2 separate regions of the Rattus norvegicus genome follow, and region 2 is linked to region 1. The links are chromatin contacts, called in public Hi-C maps. All regions are on one chromosome and are shown on one strand. The core of a region is the stretch at or near the end of the contact, and the rest is flanking DNA. Distances in the headings are between cores, read along the strand shown.

Region 1 (7,089 bases), core at 1,619-4,118:
ATGTGCATGTGAGTGAAGTTTCCTTCAAAGACCAGATCAGATTCACTGGGGCTGAAGTTATAAACTGTTGTGTGATGCCCAACGTGGATGCCAGGAATCAGACTCAGGTCATCTGAGAGGACAATGTAAACTCTTGACCAGCCCCTAATTTATCTTTTTTATATGAGTTCCAGGGGTTGAACTCTGCCCATCATGGTGGAAACCATTATTCCCATTGAGCCATCTTTGTGATATTTATTTATTTTTATTACTATTTTATTTATTTATTACTATTCTACACAATGGGGTTCATCTTGCCATTTTCTTTTTCCCCTTTTCTTTTTTTCGGAGCTGGGGACCGAACCCAGGGCCTTGCGCTTGCTAGGCAAGCACTCTACCACTGAGCTAAATCCCCAACCCCCATCTTGCCATTTTCTTGCAAGTATGTAATGATGTGAGTTAGCCACACTCACCCTGCTGCTCCCCTCTCTTGTCCCCTCCCCTCCCTGCTGACCCCCTTCATCTTCCCATGGCTTCTTCTTTTTCTCCTTAAACTATCTTTTAGGACTATGACAGTTAGGTTAAACTAAAAGTAACAAGTAATAAACATTGTATCCCCGTATATTTGTGCATATTTGTATATATTCATGTATGTATATATTTAAACAGACAATACATTTAATTCATGAAGCAATTCTAGAACAATGAAAAATGTAAATGCATTGATTTGAATCTATCTAGCTATATCTATCTTGGTAATTATTATATCACTCACCCATATTGCCTATCCTATTGCTTCTCCCCTCAGAGTAGCCTAGCCCCTTTGCACACTGGGCTGGACAGGAGGCTTAACAGGGGCTGGTAGATGCTGGCAGGATCTTGACTAGTGGTGAGGTCGAGGGTAAAGAACCTAAGTGGGAACAGCTTTGGAGAACTGTTCAGTTTATTGAGAGGAAAGGGGGTAATTACACCCCTGGGGAGGGGGGCAGGGTCGCTGGGGCAAGATTTGTGTGGCCATCCATGTACAATTGGCCAGAGCAGGGGTGTGGGAAGATACTTCATCTGCATAATTAGGGGTTGGGAGTGGGGTGTGGGAACCTTTTATGAGCAAAGAAGGACTGAAGTCTGAAACTGTCAGGGCAGTAAATTCTTACTAGGGTTGATGGTGGGTCAGCAGATTTTATGGTGCCGGAGGGAGGAAGGGAGCCAACTTCTGCAGTCCTCATCTAAGGTATCCAGGGCTGAAGATGCCTTGACCCTTCCTTCTTTTATTAATCCTGGGCCATTAGGGTCCTATACCATATTAACATTATCACACATTTTATCTCTTGAGCACTTAGTAACTTAAACAACATTAAGTCTATAAACAAAGCCATAGAGAGATGACATGACAAGGGCTGATGTGGAAAGTTCAGAGTGGGTTTTGAACAGAAAGATTGAACTGATCCTCTCAGTGCCAGAGGCCAACATGTCAATTCCTCAACAAAAACATAGCACTGCCTTTTAGTTTTATATTAAGGAGAGTAGCTACATCTTTTATGTGGGTAGCCAAGAGATTCAAGCCTGGTTTTAAAGGGTCTTGGTCAGTGATTCTCAACCTGTATGTCTGAGGCCCCTTTGGAGATCCTATATCAGTTATTTACATTATGATTCATAACAGCAGCAAAATGACAGATATGACGTATCATCAAAATAATTTTATGACTGGGACCCAACACGGGGAACCGTATTAAAGGGTTGCAGCATTAGGAAGGTTAAGAACCATTGTTAAATCTAGTGGTTTAGGATCCTTAGCAAAGCCACCTGATTTTGCCCCAAGGAAGGCTGTTTTCAGGAAGGCAAAGCCTGTGAAGTGAAATGCCCACTCAACTCAAGATTCTTTCCAGAGGCTGACAGAAATTAGGTGGGTGTGGATGTATTTACTCTCGATTCCATTCCAGGGAGGTGACTCAGAATTCCGAAGGTCCCTGGACCAACCACCCATAGCTTCTCTCTGGGCATACTTTAACTCTGATGCTATGACTGATTGATTGCAAACTATGTTGCTTCCTGGCTGCCTACCGGGTATGGGGTTGGTGGAGGGTGAGAAGAGAGGAGTCAGGAATCCCACCTGCTTGTTCTTAGGATAGGATGGAGAACAGAATTCGAAGGAGGAAGGCAAGAGAAAGAGAGGAGAGAGATACTGTTTGGTTTGTCTTGTTGACAAAATATTTGCCCAGATCAAAGCAGAAGATACTGAGGTCCACCCAGTTAGGAGGTCATGTAATAGGGAATTTTGTCAACATGGCTAAACATTTAGATATATAATATATCTAGCAACCAAACACTTCCAAACACATGTCTTGTCATCTTTCAGTCTTTCTGGTTTTTCATTCAGCTGCCAGTCATCTGCAGGAGAGGTTATCTAGGATGTGTGTGTGTGTGTGTGTGTGTGTGTGTGTGTGTGTGTGTGTGTGTGAGAGAGAGAGAGAGAGAGAGAGAGAGAGAGAGAGAGAGATTTTACACATGGCTGTGACCAGGAACACATAGGTATGGGTGCTGAGAATCCAAATTGGGTCTCTGGAAGAGCATTAAGCTCTCTTAACCACTACACTCTCTCTCCAGCCCCTGGAAGAGGCTTTCTAAAGGAACTTTATTATATTTGAAATTAACTTAGTACTTAATTATCATGTAGTCGTGGTTTATTTCTTGAGGAAAAACTAGAAAAGGGGAAGCTATCTTGTGTTTAGAAAATCAGAAGAAATTAATTTGTTCTTAAATTGTCCTCCTCCCCCTGCCCCAGGCCCCCGTTTCTTACTGAGAATGGCGAAGGGAAACTCCACATGATCTTAATTACTAATGGCTAAGGTTCGATAGGCTGGTTAATATTTACCCATAGTAAACAGGATTTTCCCAGTTTATTCAGACTCAAAGCATTTCTTGACTGAAAGTAATGACCCAATAACTTCCAGAGCCAAGAACATGATAGCTGGATGAATTCCTTTTTATTTATTTATCGTTTGAGGCAAGGTCTCACATATCACAGACTAGCTGGAAATTCACGACCTGCCAGCCTTGAACTTCTGGTCCTCCTGTCCCCACGTTCTAGACTGAGACTACAGGTGCGTGGCCCTATGCCCGGCCCTTTCCTTCTTCAGCACTAGGAAAATTAAACCAAGTGATTCAAAGCATTGGCTACTCCTTCAGATTCAACTCCCAACACCCACATGGACCCAAACAACTGTTCATAACTCCATTTCCAGAGGATCCAACACCCTCATACAAACATACAGACAGGCCGAACACCATGCACACAAAATAAAAAAGAAATACATCGTTTTTAAAAGGAAAGAAAAATTGAATGGAATCATGAATTTCCTTTAAAATCTAGGAATGAGCTAGATATGAGGCATATATTTTAATCCCGGCAGAGGCATGTGGATCTTGATGAGTTTGAGGCCAACCTCATCCATGTAGTGAGTTCCAGGGCAGCCAATGCTACATGGGTGAGAGCTTAGGAATAGGCTGGTGAGGTGGCTCACTGGGTAAAGGTGGCCTGCTCCCTGGCACGAGGTCCTGAGTTTGATCACCAAGCGTCTCCTACAAGTTGTCTTCTGACCTTCCCATCCCTCCCCAATAAATATTTAAATCAATAGAAACAAGAAACCCAAGGAATGGGCTGTTGAGTTGGCGCAGCAGGGAAGTGCACTTCCTGTCAGGCCAGAGGATGTGAGTTTGATCTCTGAGCCCCATCTTGAGGAAGGGGAGGAAAATTGACCTCTGATCTCCATATGTGTGCCTTGGCCCATGCACACAGCCCTTACCCAAATTAAATAAAACCTAATAATAACTGATGGTTTGTATGTGCTTAGGCCAGGGAGGGGCACTATTAGGAGGTGTGGCCTTGTTAGAGTAGGTGTGGCCTTGTTAGAGTAGGTATGTCACTGGGCATGGGCTTAAGACCCTCATCGTAACTGCCTGGAGGTCAGTCTTCCACTAGCTGCCTTCAGGTGATGATGTAGAACTCTCAGCTCCTCCTGAACCATGCCTGCCTAGATGCTGCCATGCTCCCACCTTGAGGATGATGGACTGAACCTCTGAAACTGTAAGCCAGCCCCAATTAAATGTTGTCCTTATGAGACTTGCCTTGGTCATGGCGTCTGTTCACAGCAGTAAACCCCTAAGACAAATAACAACAACAACAACAACCACAATACTAAGAATAATTTGATGTCAAAGTAGTTGGGTAGGGGAGATAGTCCATTGGTAGAGTGCTTGCCTAAGAAGCTAGCGCTTCTCACCATAGGGACCCTGATGCTGGCAGCTGGACACAGAACAGCTCCCAGGCTTTGCAACAACTGCCTGGGTACATTAACACTCAACAACAGCAGCAATACAGATTCAAGGTGGAACTGCATTAACTGCATTAAGCAACTTAAATTGGAAAGGGTTTTTCTTGAGCCACTGCATGCCTGTCATTCCAGTGTTTGGGAGGTGGAGACAGGAGCGCTAGGAATTTGAAGTCATTCTTTCTACATAGTAAGTTACGGGCCAGAGAGGGATGCCTGAGACCCTGTTTCAAAAGCTGCACAAACAGTAAAGCAACCAAAGGGGCCAAGAGTGTGGCTTAGCAATACACCTCTGGCCTAGCATGTATGCAACTCCGGGTTTGATCCTCAGTGCTGAGAAAGCAGTTGCTCGATGAAGCAGATCTTGAGTGACAGGTGTTAGACACCCCCACTGGCTCTCTGTGGGACAGGTTTTAGACCCCCTATTGGCTTTCTGTGGGACTGCCTTTCCTTGAGTCACCTTAGCTGCCAGTCAGGCTTTGTCCCAAGTCTCCATTTCCTGCTACAGAAAGGAGTAAGTAGCCAGGCATAGAAGCTCACACTAATAATACCTGCTGGAGTAGAAGTAGAAGCTGGAGGAACCCAAGTTCAAGGCCATCCTCTACTACATGGTGAGTTCAAACTAACCTGGGCTACATGTGACCTTCTCTCAAAATACACCTACACTCACATGCACAGAGCCACCCTCACCCCTCACTCCCTACCCCCTGCTGCCTCTGTACACATAATTTAAACAATTAAAAAGACACCTAAAAAAAAAATCAAAGAACAATGGAGGCCAAGGTTTCTGGCTCAGTGATGGGAGGAACCTCTGGTCCAAGACATCTTCTGTTCTTGCCTCCGTGATGTGAGCTACGCTCTGTCACTCTGACTTAGACAGGAATGCCTTCTTGTCACCTGAAAAAGTAGGAGGATTTGACAGGAGACACAGCGTGCTAAGTTGAAAGTGAACCAGCCCCATTGGAACCTTTTAAAACTGATGGTTTAGCAGACATGCTGGTTCATGCTTGTAATCTCAACACTAGGGAGGCCAAGTTAGGACAATCACTGGGAGACCGAAGGCAGCCTGGGGTACATAGTGACTTTTAAAGCCAGCCTGGGCTACACAGAGAGATCTTGTCTCAAAAAACAAAACACATTTTAAAAGGTAGTGGTTCTGAATTGAAGCAAAATTGCACCACCATTACTGTTTGTCACTTTGGGAGCCAAACTGACTAAATTTTTTCAAAGATCTGTCTGTCTGTCTATCTATCTATCTATCTATCTATCTATCTATCTATCTATCTATCTACCTATCTATCTATCCATCCTATCTATTATAAATAACTACACTGTAGCTGTCTTCAAAGACACCAGAAGAGGGCATCCGATCACATTACAATAGTTGTGAGTCACTATGTGGTTGCTGGGATTTGAACTCAGGACCTCTGAACGAGCAGTCAGTGCTCTTAACCACTGAGCCATCTCTCCAGCCCAAACTGATTAATTTTTAAATGACAAGTTTTTTATTTATGGTGCAGTGTATGTACGCACACGTCCGATGGAGTGTGTGTGTGTGTGTGTGTGTGTGTGTGTGTGTGTAGGGCAAAGAATAACTTTCTCTCTTTCTACCATGTGGCCCAAGGAGGTGGAAGCAGGTAAGGTTGTCAGGCTTGGCAAGCAATCATCTTTACCCACAGAGTAATTTCAGCCACCCGAGTATACTAATTTGTTAAAAACTTTATTTATTTACTTATTTATTCATTGTAGGAGTGTTTACCTGCATGAATGCATGTATGTGCAAAGCCCTCAGAGGCCAGAGAAGAGATTTTTCTGAAACTGTAGTTACAGATTGGGAGTTGCCGTGCGAGTGCTGGGAAATGAAACCTGGTTGTCTACAAGCGCAGGAATTGCTGCTCAACGCTCAACGGCTGAACCGTTTCTCCAGCCTGGTCCCCTCCCCGATTTCCTAATGATATGCAAATATCAGAAAATTCCTCCTTGTAAGAATAAAAGTTAACGTTAGCCCTCGGGAAGAGTCTCTGTGTTGGATGCCGATCTTTTTCTGTTTCTTCTCTCTCTCCCTCTTCTGCCTCTTCCTCCCTCCCTCCCCTCTCCATCCCTTTTTTTCCTCTCATATACTGAGAATCACTATGCAACCATGGCTAGATGTGGCACATGGAACTTGCTGTGTTCACCAAGCTGTCCTTGAACTTGCGCTGGAATTTCAGACTTGGGCCACCAAACCCTGAAAGGTTTTGTCCTCTCCACTTATTGACTTGGCTTGTATTCTTTTAGATACTTAGACATTTACACGTGTATGAATTTGCTCTCTCCAGGGGTTAAGAGTGCTTGACTTGAAAGCGTAGCGCCTTGTCAAGCAGCAATCGAAGATTTATTTCCCTGCCAGGTCTCGCCTGCCAAGAAGAGAACCGTCTTGGGTTAGTGTTGCCATCTTGTGGTCACTATAGAAAATGCAAGAAGCATTTACTATGTAGAGAGGAGTGGAAGTTCTGCTCCTAGCTGAAGTTAATGGTAATTGGAAAGGCAGGTACAGGGAGAGTTAGGAGGAAGAAACCAGAAGAGATTTAAGAGTATCCTTATTCAAGAAGGGGTAATGTCTTGTTTGAAGAGAGGGAGTTGTGATGTAGAACAGTCAAGAGAGCAGTCCTTAAGTTATCTTTCAGCTGGGTGTGGTGGTGCCGGCCTGTAGTCCTAACACTCAGGAGCAAAGGCTGGTGTATCTCTGTGAGTTCAAGGCCAGCCTGGTCTACAAAGTGAGTTCTGGGAAACCAAGGCTATT
Region 2 (7,089 bases), core at 1,370-3,869, 59 kb before region 1:
AAAAAAAAAGAACCAAAAAAAAAAAAAAAGAACCAAAAAAAAAAAAAGAAAAAAGAAAAAAAAAAAAAAGAGAGAGAGCAGAGAGTGCTCTTAAGAGCTCAACTATATCAAGATGCATCCTAAATTTTAAGAACTAAAGACAACTGGGTGGAAGTGACAGTAAGGCCTATAATCCCAGCAGCAAAGAGGCTGAGGCAGGAAAATCATCACCTTGAGTTCAAAACCAGCCTGGATCACAGGCTAAGGAGATCTTATCTTTAAAGTGCAAGAAAGAGGGCAAGTAGCAAACTCAACAAATTATTTATTAGAGGAAACTCTTTAACACGAACTTGAGGGTTTTAATAAATACACAACCAATAGATTTTTAATAGAGGCACATTCATCTGCAAATGTTTCACAAACCCCCAAAGTAACAGACCTTCAAAGCACAAAAGGCCTGTGGCCAATAAATACAGGTATTATTAGGTAAAAATACCTTCTATTTACTTTTCTTAAGTAAGACCTTAGCTGGGTACAGTGGCTTTAATCTTAGCATTTGTGAGGCAGAGGCAGGTGGGTCTCTGAGTTCAAGGCTAGCTTGATCTACAGAGTGTGTGCCAGGACAGCCAGAACTACACTGTAAGAACCTGTCTAAAGAGAGAGACAGAGGGAAGACCTTACTGTCAAGTATGGACCTACTGATTCTCCCCTATGCAGAATCACAAAGTTCAATGATCTCCACGGTATAAAAAAAACTGAGAACGGGGAAGGTGAAAGTAAACAGTAATGAGAGTTTCAAGCCCATCGAGTAACAAGGAAAGGTACTTAAAATAATTGCAAACTGCAAAGAACTGTTTCTTCTTCTAGCACCTGGCCCAACCGTCTACACAAGATCCAAGGTGGTTAAAAGGGCTCACAGCAACTCAACGCGTCACAAAATGATGACTCTAAACCATCAAAAGACATTTAATTACATTCTGCATCCTGACTTAAGACAGATAAGAATTGTATACTTAATTTTAGCTTTTCATCCCAATCAGTTAAGCTAGCTTTTGATGCTTTAGAATAAGCCTGCAATTACCCCGTAAACTGAACTAATCAAGTGGAAAGGAATTCATTTGAAAGTCCCTAACAGCAAATGTTTGTCTCCTGAGTCAAAAAGCACTTGGTGTATAAAAGGTACACAAAGCAGGAGGGAAGCAGAGGGAGCATAAAATTAGAAGCTCTAAGAAAACAGAATAGCCAGTGTCTGTAAACACTAGCTAAATTCGTCTCCCACAGAACAAAGTGTGGGCACAGGGTGCCACATCAGCAGAGCTCCGGTTTTTGTCGGGCTTCTAAATCATCCGTTAGTTTCATGAATTATTAATTTCAGTAATGGTTGAAGCAGCATCGACTCTCAACCGAGAACGTGATAATGTCTTTCTGATTTATACCACAAAACCAAATATGGGTTTTACAACTTGCTGAAACACTTTTGCCTTGTGGTGACACCAAGCTGGTTTTAAAAAAAATACCTTTACTTTACTTTTAATTTATAAACATTCGAGGGAGTTCGTGTCTAGCCCAGACGCAACTTCTGTTATCAAAAGAACTGCTACACCACTTATCAAAACTCCTTTTCAAAGTACGCCGCGTCGCTTGCTCGCTTTCTCTAACTCCAAACGAAAACCTAAAGAACGCACAGAAAAACAACCTTGTGGCCCTGTACTTTTTCCTCCCCTCCAAGAAGGAAGTCTCACTCCAAACAGGAAACAGCTCCTCCAGAGGTTCCAACTAGGAATCCTAGAATACCGAACCCCAATCCAGTCCTCAGGAGGAAATTGGCTGTGCTGCTAGGTGCCAACACACCTGACAAGGGAGACGACGAACACCAGGAAAACGATTTCAAAAACTGACCCAAGAAAAGGGGAAGGTGAGAGTAGACACAAATCACTGCCAAAAAGCCCAGCCGATCGCGAACTGAAGAATTAAGTATTTTCTGTGCTTCGAATTATCTATGACAAAATGTCTGTGTCTGTGCGCATAGTGGATGTGGGGGTGTGAGTGCATTTTTTTTTTTAAATCTCAATCTGTACCAAGCCTCCGAGTAGCAGAGCGGCAAGCGCCACTTTGTCAAGTTCGCGATCGCCCTCCCCCATCCAAGCTGGGGTTACCAGAAGGCGCGGGACCGCGGATCACGGGTTCGAGCCACGCTGTCCGCGAAGGACCGGCGAGGGGAGATCGCCCGACTGGACCCGACCCGCATGCGAGGAGCCCAGCGGCGGGCGCGGCGATGCTTACCCATGCTGCGGCTCTGGCGAGGAAAGCGTGGCCCCGCGGCCCCTTCTGTGCACCGTCTCAGGCGCGGCGGGGAGACGCCTCCATCCGCCCGCGGCGCGCTCGGCCGCTCCTCAAGCCCGGCCTCGGCCGCGGCCCCGGCAGGCGGGGGCGAGCGGGGTCCGCGCCTGCGCACAGTGCGCACTCAGCCACGCTCCCGGACCGCTTCCGCTCGCCGCTGGCTGAGGCACCGGCGGGGTCTCGCACAGACAGTCCCTACCCACTCCCTCTGAGACTGAGCGCGCCAAGCTCGTGACCAAGGTGGAACCCACGGGCAAGAGTGAAGAGAATTGGGACCCGGCTGGGGCGAAATCTCGCGAGAATGGTCTGGGCGTCCCGGCCACGCCCCCTGCGGCCCCCGCGCGCCACCCAGACTCCCGCAGCTGGTGCCAGGTGCGGTGACGTCACAGCGGGGGCGCACAACACCCTCGTCCAGGTGCGGGTACTTGGTCTCCCGGAGATGCGCGACAGCTGGCTGCGGGTCCCAGACAGATACCAAAGAGGGTTCTGCAAAGTGAGCCCCGGTTGCCCTACTTTCTTTTCTGCAAAGATGTCGCTTGTGAGAGATCTAAGAGAGGAACAACTAGGGGAGCGAGCACTCTTAGCTTCGATGTTAATGGCGGGAACCGCAAGTGTGGGGACCCCACAGTTCACCTACAGAGTTCCCTGTGGGGCCAAAAGCAGTGCTCTTCTTTGGGACGGAGGTGGCACGAAGTGAACTGTTTCATAGGAATACATTACTGTATTCCTTGAGTCTCTTATTGGCCAAAGATGACTTCCTACTCCCTCTGTTGAAATAGAAATCGTTCTAAATTAGGCATCGTGGTTTGAAACATTGCCAGCCATTTTTTTTCCCTAGAGTCAATATGAAAGCCGGTGTAGGATTATTGTAATCAAACAGGAGCTTTCTTCGAATTATTGACAAATTTAATTAATTCAACCTTACTTTTCCTCCCGTCCTATTTGAAAAGAGAAAAAGAAAATCAACTTCAAGGCCTGAGCAAATATGGGGAAGCAACATGTGTTGACTGCCAACTATTGTGCCTAGTGCTTTTTCAAGAAATTATGTCATTGAATTCTCACACTTGAACTGCCTTGCCCATTGGAACCTGGCCGACTTGGGTCTCTGAAATTCAACCTTGCCGTTTATTTATTTTTTTTTTTTGTAAGTCCTTGGGTGAATGATCCTGACTGGAGCTTTAGCAGTTAAATGTGTTAAAAAGAAATCTTCCTAGTGTAGAATATGCCTCAAGAGTAGGAACTTTGTAAATATCCATTCCTACTATCTCCTATAGCCCCGCTTTGGGAACCTTTCACTATGTCAAAAACAGGTTGCCCTGGTGATTTTGAAACAAAACTTGTAAGGTTTACAGTGGATAAAAGAGTTGCAATTAGTTTTGTCCAAGAAGAAACAAGGAAAACATTGCATTTGCACAAGTAAACAAGATGTCAGCTGAGGATTGTTGAAAGCTCAGGACACTGGCTTGTATTAGTCAAGGAATATTTATTAAGCGATATTTTCACTGTCTCCTACCAGGCAAAGAACACATAAAAAATTCATAGCCTTTATCCTCAGTGACTTTGCATTCCAGCCCAAAGGCAAGACATAAACACATAAACTTAGTAAACAGCCTAAAGCAGACCAAGTTGGGTTGTGAGAACTTAAAGGAAATTAAGTTATGACCAGCAAAGTCTCAGGGAGAGGGACTGGACAGAAGAGAGATAAACCCGAAAAACTATCACAATTCTAAAGCTAGTCATGTCTTCCAAAGAGAAAACTAGGAAATGCAGAAATGTATTTCTTTTTACATGTATGTGTGAGTTCCTGAAGGTCGTGCACCACATGCTTGCCTGTTCCTATGGAGACCAGAAAAGGTCAATAAATCCCCTAGAGCTGGAATTCCAGGCAAGTTTGAGCCACCAGATGTGAGTGCCGGAACCAAACCCAGGTCCTCTACAAGAGCAGCAAGTGCCTTTAACTGAGCCAGCTCTTCAGCCCCCAGAAGTTGGTTTTTAAACTTTAGAAACTGCATGTGGACAGTACTTCCTAGAGCCAGCAAGATTGTGGGTAAAGGAATCCTTACGGTTCGAGTATTCCTAATTAAAGTACTTACCAAACTGTGCAAATGTTAATTCATCAATTATCAACTCTTCACATTCCAGGCCAATGGGTTCTTTTCACACTGACTATTTACACACACACACACACACACACACACACACACACACTTTTTACTCTTCTTCACGGTAAACATGTTAATCTGGCATGTTACATATATGACTGACACGATTTCCAACCAATGCAAATGATGCCTATCTACCATCATGTTTTCCTAAAGTTTTCTTAGGACCTAATCAAAAAATAAATAACTGCGTTGAAATATTTTCCTGTTGGTAAGAACTATTTTACGGGTTGTGGATTTAGCTCAGTGGTAGAGCGCTTGCCTAGCAAGCGCAAGGCCCTGGTTCGGTCCCCAGCTCCAGAAAAAAAAAAAAAAAAAAAAAAAAAGAACTATTTTACAAAGACCAATATAGTACAGAAGTGTTGGCAGTTCCTCTAGGCTCCGTCCAACAGTTACCTAGCAACTAGCAATCATTTTTGCTTGCCAGGTAGGAGTCAACCTGACATAAAAGAATTATTCAGCTACCCAGGTGTCTCTCTGTCTGTCTGTCTGTCTCTCTCTCTCTCTCTCTTTCTCTCTCTCTCTCCCCTCCCACATGTTCCTGACTCCACCTTTCTCTCTTCCTCTCTCCTCTCTCTTTCTGTCACTCTCTGTACCCCTCCTTTTCCTACCCCTTTTCCAAGTCCCCTTCTCTTCCCCCAAATAAACTTCCTTTTATACGAGGCCTATGGCAGGGTGGTGATTTCTCAGGGGAATACCTGGCGGGCTAGCTGAGATGCTCCCTCTCACCTCCTTATGCCACCATTTTACAAAACACAACAGAAAGCAAATTCAATGTTAACTCAGTCCGGTTGTTTTTTAAGGGACTTGTTGAGCTCAAAAGTTGCCAGCAACTAATTCTATTTTGTTTCTTTGTACTTAGTTTCAAAATACTAGGTTTCCTGAACAGTATTTTAATTGTTATCTTGTTTGGCTTGGCTAATTTCTGCTCCAGTTAAGGTTTTACCACCTCAATATTTTTTTCTAAACTGCTCTTTAGAAAACAATCGTAGGAAATTCGAATCTTAATCACAAAGCAAATACAAAAAAAAAAAAAAAAAAAGAGCAGCCAGCCTCCCCCCTATCTTCCCCTTCCCCACCCTTGCTGGAACTGGTGTCCCACCCATCAGCCTGTGACAGGATCCTGTTATTCCACTAAGCAGTTTGAGGGGGAATGCGCTCAGACACGTGACCACTCTAAGAATTCCCACTACTATTTCTTTTAAAAGTTTTAAATCTAGGCCTGGTGGGGAGGCTCAGTGGTAGGGCATTTACCTGGTTTTTATGAGCTCTGGGCTCCTCCCCAGATCTGAAAACTTGTTTTTAATTCATTAGTAATAATAATAATAATAATAATAAAGGAAAAGAAAGATTAAAAACCATAGCCCCATTCAAAGGAATCACCAGCCTGCTTACTATGAGGACCTGTTTAATGACAATATTTGCCCTAGATTGGATGCCAATGTCATAGGCAAATCAAAGGCGCCTCAAAGGCCCTCTACAGGGTTGGGGATTTAGCTCAGTGGTAGAGCACTTGCCTGGCAAGCGCAAGGCCCTGGGTTCGGTCCCCAGCTCCAAAAAAAAAAAAAAAAAAAAAAAAAAGGGTCTCTACAAGGGGTCCCTTTCAAGAACTATTAGTCCCCCAGAATGTCAGAAAGCTGTTTGTTGGTTACAGGTTCTCCATCTTGTAATCTCCTCCCAAACCCTGGGGCTTCAAGTTTGCCCTACCATTCCATATTATTTTGTTTGTTGTTACTGTTCTTGAAACAGGGCCTCACCTGGAGCTCAAGGATCCTCCTGTCTCAGAGCTTCTCCAGTGCTGAGACTAAGGCTGTAGCCACTATGTCTAGCTTTCCACGCTCTGCTTAAATCTGGCCCCTATTGCTTGTAAAATACTTGGTTTTGTTGTTTTGTTTTGTTTTGTTTTTTAAGTTTATTTTTGTGTATGAGTATTCTGCCTGCGTGTGTAATTAATTCACTGTTCTTTACATGAAATTCCCTATTGCAAGAAGAAAAAAAAAAAGCAGGGTTGGGGATTTAGCTCAGTGGTAGAGCGCTTGCCTAGCTCCAAAAAAAAGGAAAAAGAAAAAAAAAAAAAAAAAGAAGAAGAAGAAGAAAAAAAAGCTTTATTTAGAACCAGCATAGGACAGACCAATAAAATGTGAACTCTCCTCTCCATCTTTGGTTGGTTGTTTTGATTTGGTTTTTGGGGTTTTGGGGGGTTTTTGGGGGGTTTTTTTTGTTTCTTTTTTTTTTTTTTGGTTTTTGTTTGTTTGTTTGTTTTGCTTGTTTGGTTGGTTTGATTTGGTTTGGTTTGGTAGGTTGAGACAGGGTCTCTCTCACTGTGTAGCCTGGCTGGCCTAGATAGAACTCATGTGTAGACCAGACTAGCCTTTAATGTACAGAAATCTGCCTGCTTTGGTCTTCTGAGTACTGGTTGCTGTAGTTTGCAATTTCATGTGTGTATGTTTATTCTGTATGGTATGACATTACATAGGGTGTTTTCATACTGGCATCGAGTATTCTTTGATCTTATTTTTCCTGTACCCTTCCTCCCTCTCCCCTTCCTCCCATTCCCTCTCCTCTTAATTCCTTTGTTCCTGTCCACAGTTTCACTTTTACCTACATG

What was found. A called contact is a pair of places that touch in the nucleus more often than the background predicts.
Region 2: a Hi-C map of liver shows a contact between it and region 1, with 3 times the contacts expected there. The contact joins the promoter of Cd2ap here to the enhancer-like site in region 1. A contact is called at or near these places in 7 of 12 Hi-C or Micro-C datasets (the A7r5 cell line, the Rat2 cell line, Schwann cells and 3 more).

What each region holds. Positions count from the first base shown.
Region 1 is chr9:25,520,445-25,527,533 of GRCr8, reverse strand. No RefSeq gene overlaps it. Among named protein-coding and RNA genes, the nearest start is that of Cd2ap, 60 kb to the left of the region's middle. Within about 2 kb of position 2,868, at least 8 of the 93 cell types and tissues checked have an H3K27ac peak or open chromatin away from gene starts, as enhancers often do. A contact at or near this core is called in the A7r5 cell line and liver, where this site is marked.
Region 2 is chr9:25,579,505-25,586,593 of GRCr8, reverse strand. It overlaps Cd2ap (CD2-associated protein), which reads right to left and starts at 2,619. Exons shown (of 18, transcript NM_181475.3): 1 at 2,263-2,619. The coding sequence starts at 2,266.